Regions from separate parts of the Sus scrofa genome. Here region 1 is linked to region 2. A link is a contact called in public HiChIP or PLAC-seq data. All regions are on one chromosome and are shown on one strand. The core of a region is the stretch at or near the end of the contact, and the rest is flanking DNA. Distances in the headings are between cores, read along the strand shown. Region 1 holds the start of VTA1 (vacuolar protein sorting-associated protein VTA1 homolog). Region 2 has its middle 150 kb from the start of ADGRG6.

What was found. HiChIP or PLAC-seq counts read pairs in DNA pulled down with a chosen protein or histone mark.
Region 1: a contact with region 2 is called in an H3K27ac HiChIP or PLAC-seq map of alveolar macrophages. The contact joins the promoter of VTA1 here to the enhancer-like site in region 2. A contact is called at or near these places in 2 of 5 promoter capture datasets (fetal liver and liver), 5 of 47 Hi-C or Micro-C datasets (embryonic fibroblasts, epiblast stem cells, mesenchymal stem cells and 1 more) and 2 of 2 datasets of contacts at active chromatin or transcription factors (alveolar macrophages and skeletal muscle).

What each region holds. Positions count from the first base shown.
Region 1 is chr1:22,922,189-22,928,585 of Sscrofa11.1, reverse strand. VTA1 (vacuolar protein sorting-associated protein VTA1 homolog) reads left to right here and starts at 4,725. Exons shown (of 8, transcript XM_021087275.1): 1 at 4,725-4,919. The coding sequence starts at 4,808.
Region 2 is chr1:22,648,844-22,654,783 of Sscrofa11.1, reverse strand. No RefSeq gene overlaps it. Among named protein-coding and RNA genes, the nearest start is that of ADGRG6, 150 kb to the left of the region's middle. Within about 2 kb of position 3,648, at least 9 of the 83 cell types and tissues checked have an H3K27ac peak or open chromatin away from gene starts, as enhancers often do. A contact at or near this core is called in alveolar macrophages, where this site is marked.

The DNA.
Region 1 (6,397 bases), core at 3,476-5,975, 270 kb before region 2:
ACTATTTGCCATATCTTTTAATGAAGACAGCATAACCATGATATCAAAAATTCTTAGCAAAAATAATCTAGCATATCTAATCCAGCAATATATATAGATAATACAACGTGCTCAAGTGGGGATTATCCCGGGAATGAAAAGTTGTTTTAACATTTGAAAACTAATTAATGTAATTAAACTAGGTTAATGGAATAAAAAACTCACCTAGTCATCTTAATAGGAGATAAAAGCATTTAACACCATTTTATAATGAAACAAACAAAAGCCCAAATCTCACTGTAAAAGGGAAGAAGCTAAACTTGATAAAAAGCATCTAAAAATACCCACAGGAAATATCCCACTTAATAGAAGAATTAATAATTTCCTCTATAATGAGGGTAAAAAGGTCAGGATGTCTACTTTACCACACCTGTTTGACATTGAACTGGAAGTCAGTAAGACTGGCAAAACAAAACAAATATATATATACATATATATATATTCAACAAATGCAGTAAGACAAAAAATAAAATTTATACAGATTGGAAAAGAAGAAATATGGTCTTTAGTCACAGACATAATCATGTTAATATAAAATTATCAAGGATATGCAAAAAGTTTCTAGAATTTGTAACTAAGTTATCAAAGTTAATATTTCAGTAGAGTAATAAAAATAAAATTTTAAATGTAAAATATTTACATAAACATTTTAATGTAAAACATTTACATAAATATTCATAAATATGATATAATATTCATAAGTATGAAACACACAGATAAATTTTACAATAGACTGCTAAACTTGTACAATGAAAACTACAAAATTGTGCTGAGAGAAATTAAAGAAATTTTCAATAAGTGGAACAATAAACCGAGTTCATGGTTGGGAAGCCTTAATCTTTTATAATATCAGTCACTCCAAATTGATATGTAAATCCAGTACAATTCCAGTCATAATCCCAGCAAGCTTTTGTAAAAACAATAAGCTGTTTTTAAACTTACATGGAAATATAAAAGAACTACAACAGCCAATATAATTTTGAAGAAGTAAAATAAAAGTAGATGACTTACCTTATGTACTCTCAAGACTTACTAAAAAGTTACAATAACCAAAACAGTGTAGTATTGGCATGTGCATAAATCTATTGCTTACACGAACAGAGACCAAAAATAGTTCAGCACATATATATAGGTGTGTGTGTGCTTTTAAAAAAATTCTCCAGTATAATTCAATAGTGCTGAAACAACCAGATATCCATGGTGAAAAAATAAACTGCAATTTTTTACCTCCGACCCTGTGTCAACCATGGATGTGTAAACAGGCTTGGCCAAGACATCAGCGTCTTCTCTTTCAGTCTCCTGCTGGACAGTTAAGGGGAAAAGATTCTCTATTTTAGGGGATGCTAATCCATCAGAATGTGAGTTTCATGTACTGGAAAACAAATTTTTACCATATAGAGCATACCCAAAAGATACATTACCCTGATTACATTAGTTGAACCCTGTCCTTTCCTACCGAAATAGTTGTGACCATAATTAGAACAGAAAGTTTTGTTGTGAGATGAGTTTTGCTGGAGTCCAGGGAATGGTGCAAAACATTTAACCTTTTCCATCAAAACACCAGTTATTTCTGGTCTCTCTCCCTTTTCTTCTCCCTATGTTTCCTCCCACCCCCTGTGTCTGCCCTCCCCTAACCTAACTTGCCAAGATTCTAGCCACAGCCTAGAGGGTGATGTCACATCTTTCACCAACTGATCAGAGTTAGAGGGAAGAGAATCTAGGTCTTTCTTCATAGTAAAGTATGCCAGTAAATTCATAATTGTAAGACACTAACCAGAAAAACTTAGCTTAGTCTCTTAGTACATACTTTGTTTCATAGCATAATTTCCATGTATTGCTATGTTAACAATGTTTCTGTTACTTTTCTCCCTCATCTTATCCGGTAAAGGGGTACAGTACTTAGAAAAAGGAAAGAATGTGTTGGCAGGTGGAGTAAAAACTAATTCTAACCATTTCTTTTTTCTTTTCTTTTCTTTTTCTTTTTTTCGTCCCTCCTCTCCTAGAAGTTACGCTCAAGATTCATGCTCATTTGAGAAAGGTACTTTGAGCAACCTCCAGTCCTGGAGGGAGAGATCAGGAGAATAATAGGAAGGTACAGCTTTCACTAGGAAGAGGAACATTTGATTTTCAGACAAAAGATGATGAAATTGAGAAAATATAAAATACAAAGATATATTGGTCTAGAGTGGCATTAAAGTCAAGTAGCAGCCGTAGGTTCACAGGCTCTGAAACCAAAGTACCTAGATTTTAAGGTCAAACTCATACTTACTGGCTGTGACCTGGTATAGTTTACATAAATTCTATTTTATTTTTCTCATCTGTAAAATAATGAAAATGATAATATCTTCTTCACAGGGTTATGGTCAAGATTAAATGAGCTGATGTAAAGTCGCTAGAAACATGCCTGATACATAGTAGATGTTGGGGAAAGTGTTACCTAATTACTCTTACTTTGTTGTGGCAGGGGGTAGGTTAAACAATTCATATTGGCTGAACTTAATTTCAACAGCAGGAAGTGCATTTTCTGACCAAGGCAATCAGGCTGGAGGATCTGACTGGAAGAGAGTAGGGAAGAAACATTAGCCCTGTACTGGTGATTCACTAGAGCATTGGCCCTCAACCTTGGATGTGCCATTAATATTTCCTGAACACTTAAAAAAAAAATACTGATATTTAGGATCCAACCCAGAGCAATTAAATCTGAATGCCCCGGGGGCAGGGGTGGGGAATAGGACCTAGACAGGAGGTTTTTTTGTTTGTTTGTTTTGTCTTTTTGTTTTTTTTAGGGCGCACCCGTGGCATTTAGAGGTTCCCAGGCTAGGGGCCTAATTGGAACTGTAGCCACCAGCCTACACCACAGCTCACAGCAACGCGGGATCCTTAAACCACTGAGCAAGGCCAGGGATCAAACCGGCAACCTCATGGTTCCTAGTCAGATTGGTTAACCACTGAGCTACAACGGGAACTCCCTAGATAGGAGCTTTTAAAAAATTTCTGGGGTGAACTTTAAGGACAACCATAGTTGAGAATCAAGAATAGGAAAATAATAAATGAGAAGTCATAAGGACAGAGAAATGACATTTATGGTTATGCCATTCTGCTTTGCTTCATTAATTTCTCTACCAACTCAGCAACTTCCGACTGGATAGTAGGAATAGAGAAGGAGAAAGAAATACTATTTTTGTCTGTTCGGTCTGCTACAACAAAATACCACGGACTGGGCAGCTTATGAACTATAGAAACCTGTTCCTCACAGCTCTGAAAGCTGGAAGGTGAAGATTTGGGTGCCAGCACAGTCAGGTTCTGGTGGGACCCTCCTCCACGCTGCAGACTGCTGATTTCTCCCTGTATCTGCAAATGGTGGAGGGACAGTCTAGCTTGTGGGGTCCCTTTTATATGGGCATTCATCTCATTCATGAAGGCTCTGTGTGCACGACCTAACCATATGCCAAGGGCCCCACCTTTGGCATTCAGTTTCAACACACAAATTTTGGGGAGACACAAATATTCAGTCCACAGTACACACGTTCTCAAGTGGTAATGAATGTGTTGCTGAAATTGGGGAGAATACAGAATTCAGTTCATTGCAAAAAAAAGAAAAAAGGCAGCCTCCTGATAAGATGATGTAGTCTGCAAACATGGATAGACAAAAGATGTGGACTGGAGGTTATACAGGACAAGGAGCAGGTTCTGCTGAGGTCACGGGTGGGATAGGATGGGTGGAGTGTGGATTAGAGAATAGGCAGATGGAAATTTCAGAGCTTGAGATCTTGTTTCTTTGAGATGGTGCAATTTCCATGAAAATTAGTTTTAAGATGAACTCTCAAAACTGGGGACTGAGATAAAATAAATAAAGATGAAGGGTATTGGAGGAGGTAAATAAAGAGTAAAGTCCTGAAAAATTATAGGATGGAGAGGAGAGAAAAATAATTGATGTCACTGATGGTAACAGTGATGGGAAAAGTTGATGCCTACCTACAAAGTACGAGTCGGCAGCATTGAACAAGAATTATTATTTGAACGCCTTATCTGTGCAATCACAAGATAATAACTGTCAAAAGACTTTGCAAATAGTTCATCACTCTCCAGAAACTACCGACCTACAAATTATTCATTCACTAGTGTTTGTGGTAACCAGCTCAGAAAAAAAAAGTTCAATTTTTTTTTAAGCTTAACGTGTTTAGTATTTAAGTTAAAAAAGCGGCTGGTTATTTTATCCAATGTGTCAACACAAAAAAGTGTAATTCAACATTTTAAACACATCATCTCTCATCTTACGCAAGAATTGCATTTAAAGTTTCTAAAATTGGAAAGGCTTCTAGGGACTCTATTAGTACAACCTGAGGAACTGGAAGAGAAAATTCCTGAATGATGCCAAAGGCAATTCACGCCTTTACCCTTTCTGCCAATTAACAATCATTATTTTCTTTTTGTTTTTCCCTTTCTATCTTCTGACACAAAAGGGGGGTCGAGGGTGGAAACAAAGAAAATAAAACAATCTCTTTTCCCTTCTGCCAGCAGCCAGCAGAGAGCGCTGGTGCCATAAGCAGCTTAACCGCGAAGCTGCTCAGCCTCCTCGGGGCACTAAACTGCTACGAGCCAGACAAGCGGAGGCTGTCCCTGTTGGGAACCCGTAATTGACCTGCTGTTGCTGAGCAACAGGGAAATGGGCGGGACTTGCTGTGCCCGTGCTTGCGCGCGCCCTCCGAAGACGGAAGCGGAAGTGTCGGCGGCGCGCGAGTAGGAAGTGGTGGTTCTTGGGGTGGAGATGGCCGCGCTTGCTCCGCTGCCCCCGCTGCCTCCGCAGTTTAAGAGCATTCAGCATCATCTGAGGACGGCTCAGGAGCATGACAAGCGGGACCCTGTGGTGGCATATTACTGTGAGTCTGTCCGTGTCGCCGCGGCCCTCATTACCCTCCCGGGCCCACAAAACTGCCTCTTGGTTCTTAAGTCAAGGCCCCGCCCCCCTGGCTTTAGACCTAGCTTTGACCTCTGACCCTCTGACCTTCTGTGGGAATCCCTAGGGCCCCGCCCTCCTCAGGGATCCCCACATTCTCTCTGGAACCCCGCAAGCCCCAGAAAGGCAAAACTTCAAAAGCACGGCGGTGGCCACCAGCTCTCCAGTCTTGTGCTTAAATATTTTTAAACTGATCACATAGGCTCATGAGCTCTTAAGGTTTTCTTTCTGTATGGACGTCCGAGAGCCTCCAGCCCCCACCAGGGTTTCCTGAAAATACCCTGAATATCCTGGAATTAATCTGAGTAGTTAAGTAATTGAGTTGGGGTTAAAACATAGGTAAGTGTCCTAAAGACAGTAGTGATGTGGACAAAAGGGAGATGAATTGATTGAGAACATAGTAATAAGTGCAGATTAATTGTGACAACATGCAAGTCCATTCACAAATTCATAATGAAGAGTAGCTGCTACAAAACAAGCACTTGGGTTAGACCATTCCTCCTTTTGCATCCAGACTACTCTTTCCCACTAATGAGGATCTTTGGTTTTAACTTCTTTGAATAATACCTGGGGCTGAGACGTTTGGTAGCAGTATTCTCACTTTGGTTGACTGTAATACACATAATCTACAGTTGATGAAACACACAGATTAAGTTTGTTCATACTTTTTCCTTTGCAGTGAAGATAGTAGGTCCAGTAAACTTTATTTTATATTACATAGTCTAACTTAATTGCATATAAAACAAGTGACCAAACAACTATAAAGTTTCTGAAAAGGACTTTTAGCTTTGAGAAGCTCAATATAATGTGTCCTCTGTTGTGGACATTATAAGATTAGCTAAAATACTGTCCACTGTTATCGTTGCCATACGCCAGGTGTCTCCCGCTTTGATTTCTCAAATATGCAAGGCCCTTTCAAACCTCTGCTCTCTTCCCTTTCTTGGGTTGTCTGCCTTTTTTCTCCACTTGGAGAACTCTTCATGATTCAGGTTCTTATGTATGTATGTATGTATGTATCTTTTGTCCTTTTTAGGGCCGTACCCACAGCATATGGAGGTTCCCAGGCCAGGGGTCTAATCGGAGCTGCAGCTGCGGGCCTACGCCACAGCCATGACAGCGCCAGATCTGAGCTACGTCTGAGACCTACACCACAGCTCATCGCAATGCCGGATCCTTAACCCACTGAATCACTGAGTGAGCCCAGGGATCGAACCCTCAACCTCATTGTTCTTAGTCTGATTCGTTTCCACTGCGCCAGGACGGGAACTCCAAGGTTCTAATTTAAATGTCACCTTTTCTGTAGACCGTAAGTTAATTACTCTTAAGGCTATACCTTATTTTGTTCAAATCTTAACAGCATTTTCCATTAGACTTGTTTTTCAGGTACCTCAAGCAGGGACC
Region 2 (5,940 bases), core at 2,399-4,898:
GTCCTTGTTTTTTTAAGGCCTTCAACTGATTAGATGAGGCCCACCTGCATTATGGAGGACAATATGCTTTACTCAAAGTCCACCGATTTAAAGATTAATTTCCTCCGAAAAACACCTTCACAGAAGTATCCAGAATAATGTTTGACCAATTAGCTGGGCACTGTGCCCCAGCTAAGACACAATTAACCTTTGTATTAATAGAAAGACTATGTTCAGGATGCTGTTTACAGGAAGAAATGCTATTTATCCACTTCATATACCTCTTCCTATTCTTGGCCCTACACAGGGTCTGAACATTTCAGAAGGCAAACGCTTCAGCATTTCCTGGAGTTTTGAAGAATCATTATTAGCTCGTGTCTTTAGAAACTCTTTCTTAAAAAGCTAACATAATGGGAATGGAAGGAGGTGATGTGGTCCTGCCACTGACTTCCAACTTCTTTGAACCCTGTTTCTCCCTTATACTATGTTTCCTGTCATTTTAGCCACGGGGTACTATTCAAAATTCAGGAAAATCATGACATTTTAGCATCATGAATGGAGAACTATTCTACATGCCTCATTTTTTTTACTTCTGAATTTGTAAAGCCATATTCTCTGTAATTCATTTGACTAACTTTTCATTGAGTATTCCAGGTGGTATGTGCAGCAAACCATCATGCACACTGCAACCTGATTAATTTTCCTAAATTGAAGCTCTGCTGGCACCATCTGCCTGTAGGTATCCCTCATTACCTACTAAATTAGATCTAAGGTCCTTTCCCTGGACTCCCAGACTCTCCATAATATTCAGATCCATGACCCAACTGAGCTGTTTTCCAAATATGTCCTGCCCTTTGCCTACTTTTGACTCTGTGCACTGCACACTCTCTGCCTTGGAATGTTCTCTCATGCTCTTGCTGTTTTAAATGGTCTTCATTTTAAATGCCTCCTTGTATGTACTACCAAGAAAATGTCATTTCTCTCTTCATAAACACCCACAGCCTTCTTGTCTTTTCAATTTCTCCCTGTACAATAGTCATTTGTGAGCTTTTCTCACTCCCTCTGTTAATACTGTCAGGTTCTCTAAGGCAGGAACTGTGTTTTAACCATTCATTCATTCACTGCACATGTCAGAAGCATATAGCACTTCTTAGAGAGTATCAGCAGGAGATAGGGAGCCAATTGCATAGGTTTGGATTTTGGTTATGCCTAAGTTAACCATAAATATATTTTCCAAATGGGACACTTTGTATAAAACAAAGCTATCAAGAATGACACCAGAATAAGAGGCACAAGTCAGGACTGTCCCAATCACACCAAGACATGGCAAATTAATCTAGGCTTAGTTTCCTCAACTGTGAAAACAGTAATATTTTTATCATACAGTTACGTGAGCATTAATTGAATAAATATGTGTAAAGCCCTTAGGGCAGGTTCTGCTCCTATGAGTATAATGATGTTGATGGTAATGATTGACACAATTGTCTGCTGAGCCTCATCTTTTTCAACCAGATAAAAACATGGGTCTCAGGATTGAGGACCTAGATATCTCCAGGAGGCACAATCCAGCCTCCCACAGTGAGCAAGTCAGGAAGTGAAAAATCCAGTTGATGTCTAGGAACCATATTGCACTACAGGCTTTTAAAGGTTTCATTTTGCTTTTTCTGCAGCTGATTTGTGTGTGTGTGTGTGTGTGTGTGTGTGTGTGTGTGTATGACATTCATGCTTACTCAATCTCAGCTCAGGAACTAAGTGACATGTATCATTAAATATTAATCATCATATTCTAATTTGCCTGGACTCAGGTATTCTCTCTGCCTATGATTCTGCCACAGGAAATAGAGCAAGTGGTATTCTAGCCTAAGCATCTATGGTCCCCCATCACTACCCATTCTATTTTTGTTGCACACTTCAGCTCTCTGAGCAACAGCTATTCATCAAGAAAGAGAGGTGGTTCATAGCAGATGTTTCCAAGATTTGAAACTTGTCCCTGCTAATCACCTGTTGGATGATATTTATCAAGTTACCAATCTCTGACTTTCGGTATGACCAACTCTATGATAATACTACCTATTTCTCAGAGCTGTTATAACACTTAAAAAATACACATAAAACAACGATCATATAGTTATCAATCAATCAGTAATGACTTTGTCATTATAGTGTGATATCTTTCTGACTTGGTATAGATGGTTATCATAGTAAAGTTGCCTTTTCAGAAGTTTCACATCCAAGAGATTACTAATGTCATTTATTTCAGTTCCACCTACTCTTATAAAGCATCTACAATATGCTACATCCTGGGCACTATAAGAGATGCAATACTGAACAGAACCAACCCTTATTGACAATAAGCTCACAGCCTGGTGAGGAAAGCGAGTATATCAAACAGGTGATGACAATACATGGTGAGTAGGGTTATAAAATTTGAATGTAGTATTTGATATTAAGGAGTGATTAATTTTGTGACATGTGTCAGCATGATGATTAGATCAAAATCTTTGTTTATTAAAGATAAATGCAGTATCAGTTTCCTATTGCTGCTGTAACAAATTACCACAAATTTAGTGACTTGAAACAATGTATTTGTTCTCTTAAAAAATAAATTTGTTTTCTTAAAGTTCTGGAGGTCCAAAGTCTGAACCAAGTCTACCTAGGCTAAAATCAAGAATTTAGCATGGCTGGATCCTTCTGGAAGCTCCAGAGGAAAATCCATTCTTTGCCTCAACTTCAAGAGGATGCCCACATTTGGCTGTGACCGTATCACTCCTGTCTCCATTTTTGTTGTCACATTGCCTTCTCTGACTTTGGCTCTCCTTCCCCCACTTTTAAGGATCCTTGTAATTACATTGGGCTGACCTGCAGAGTTGAGGATAATCTCTCCCTCTGAAGATTTTTAATTTAATAACATCTGCAAAGTCCCGTATGCCATGTAAATTCTCATAGTCACAGGTACTACGACCCAGAGAAAGAAGGGATGGGGAGAATAGGAAAGCTGAAATGCTTATTAGATTTCATGGTTTCCAGAGGTGTAATCACCTTAGGGTTTCTCTAGAACAATCCATATTTCGTGGGACAAATTCGAGGCCCAGAAAAATCCCACATGGCAGCAACTTATCCTGACTTCTAATAAACAAATTGTGCTCACAAGGGTTTGTGTTAAAACACGGTGGGGGGAAGTCATACATGCTCAGGGAGATTTTGTTTCTAAAGGAACAGCATGATAGCAAATAAGACTTGGGATTTTTCTAGGGATGCAGCAATCTCACCATTAATTTTAAATTGTCTAAGAACGCGGATCACATCACCCTTCATTGTAGGTAAGGCTCTGAATGGCCACAGGGGGGCGCCCCTCACCATTGTTGGGTTCCTTCTCCCTCAGGTCCATCTGTTCATTTCCTGCCTTTTCCCAGGCTTGCTGAGATTTCTCAGATTAGGTGAGGGTACATGTTTTGTCATTTCGCAACGAAAATGAAGAGGTTTTCTTGTCTAAAGAGATCAAAATTTTGATTTTATTGTAAAAAATGGAAAGTGTCCCCACAATATTTTCTTTAAACACCGTGGAAGCAATGCAAAAGCATAAAAAGGAAAGTGTCCCTCAAGATTCCCTTCTCATGGATGCCGCTGTAATTATGCACATTGCCAGCAGGTGGCACTGCATCATTAACAGTTTACTGAACCGTTAGCACAAGGTGGGTTGTTCAATTTTCAGAGATCTGAACAAATGTTTACGAATTTCTTACTGTGTGCAAGGTTCTTCTTCAGACTCTGGGGTTGCACTGGTAAATAAACAGACACTAACTCGGCTCTGGTGGAGAACATTCCCAGTGTAGTAACATGTCCGAGCAAGAAGAGGGACTTGTCTTTTAAAATTTCATCTCCCCCTTTCTCAACTCCTTGAAAGTCATATCTAAGGGAAAATGTTACAGTGAAAAGAAAAAAAGACAACTATAATCTTTTCATACAAAAGGATACTTAAGGAAGGCAAAATCATTTGCCTAAACACACAACTGGCAATAGTTAGATGCAAGTCAGCTGACCCAACATTTTCTCTAACATTTCACTGCAGTGATTCTCTGAGTGACAAGTTCAGGGCTGAAGTGAACAAGTGACAAGTGACAAGTTCTAGTCTTGCCACAGTCGTGGATTCTTAACCAAACCACTCCATCTCTCTGGGCTTTAGTTTACTTTTCTGTTAAAAAAATGAAGGCATTGGATTAGGTAAGTCAGTTTAAACATTTTTACCAAAAGAATCTATTTTTTAAAAAATATTATCCAAGAGTTCAATACATAAAGGAAAGTGCTTGAGTTGAAAGAGATTTGTTCCTCTTGAGCTTCCATCATTCTCCCCTGGACTCTTCAGTCTCTCAGAGCAGAGTTCGAAAAATACCGCCCTTGAGAGATCTTGCAAAGACCTTCCATCTCGAATTATCCATCGCTCCCCAAATGCACTGAATCTGGTGTGGGAGAGTAATCATCTCAAAGAGTGCTTGCTGCTGGGTAAAACCAGAGCAAACTAAACCCTAGATCCTGAAGGTGATGACAGGTGCAATCAGTGACGAAGAACAAAGAAAAAGTGACACTTACAGCATTTTAAATATTTGCAACTCAATTTCTTCTGAATGACGACACTATCTTCATGCTGGACCGTCCTCTCTCACACACTCAGCCAGGTTTCAGTGGAGAATGTCCCCTGGCACCCGCTCTCGGAGGTGAGGAGTTTGCCCATGGAGCACACTGGCTGCCCTGCATTTAGGCATCAAACACACAGGCTTTTGGCTGTGACAAGTGCCCAGAGCCAAAGGTGGTGTGGCTTACTGCTGAATCACAGGGCATGGAGCCAAAGGTTCTGGAAACCACGCAAACACACATCACAGGCAGTGATGGGAAGGGCAATTTAAGGTCAAAGGACTAGGGGAGGCTGACCACCGCAGACCTGAGAACTAGTCTCCCTGCGTTTACCTCCCAGCCTCATCACTCCAGACAAGTTACTCTGGTTCCTAAATGGTAATTTTGGATAATAACAGTAACTATTTCCTAGGAAGGATAGGTAACAACGGTATGTAAATACCAGGTAAAAGTTGCAGTGGTCTCTCCCAGGAGTCCTGCCAACACCCCCGGGGGGGGGGGTTCCTCACTCTTGTCACCTCGTACTCCTCCACACAGCAGCCTGAGTGACCTTTAAGTTGTCTGTTAGGTCATATCACGCCAATCTTAAAGCCCTTCAGTGACTCTCCCTTGCACTTGAGAGAACCACTCAATTCCTCACGCTGACCTGAAATGCCTGCATGGCCTTGCTCGTCCACCCTCCAACCTGAATCTGCCGTTTGCTGACCACACTCCAACCACACTGGCCTCCTGACGGTTCCTGGAACAGCCCGGGCCTTTGCCATGCTTGGGAATGCTCATGCTTGCTGCTTCTTTTCCCAGAACACACTGGCACTTCCTAACGTCTCAGCTAAAATCTTTCTCCTCAGAGAGGTCTTCTCTGACCACTCTGTCTAAAGTGTCCAGAATAGAGTGTGCTTTATTCCATCGCACAGGGATTGGAAAATTTTGACCCTGGGACCAAACCAGCCCACTATCCACTTTTTTTTTTTTTTTAAAGTACTGCACCTGCGGCATATGGAAGTTCTCAGGCTAGGGGTCGAAGCGGAGCTGCAGTTGCTGGCCTACACCACAGCCATAGCAACATGGGATTTGAGCTGCGTCTGTGACCTACAGCACAGCTCATGGCAACGCTGGATCCTTAACCCACAGAGCAAGGCCAGGGCTCAAACCCATGTCCTCATGGATAATAGTCAGGTTCATCATTGCTGAGCCATGTTGGGAACACCCACTTTTTTTTAATATAAAGTTTTATTGGAACATAGCTAGACATTCATTTATTTACCATCTCTGGCTACTTTGGTGCTCTAATGGCCAAGTCGAATAGTTGCAAAGTCTAAAACTACTAAACTA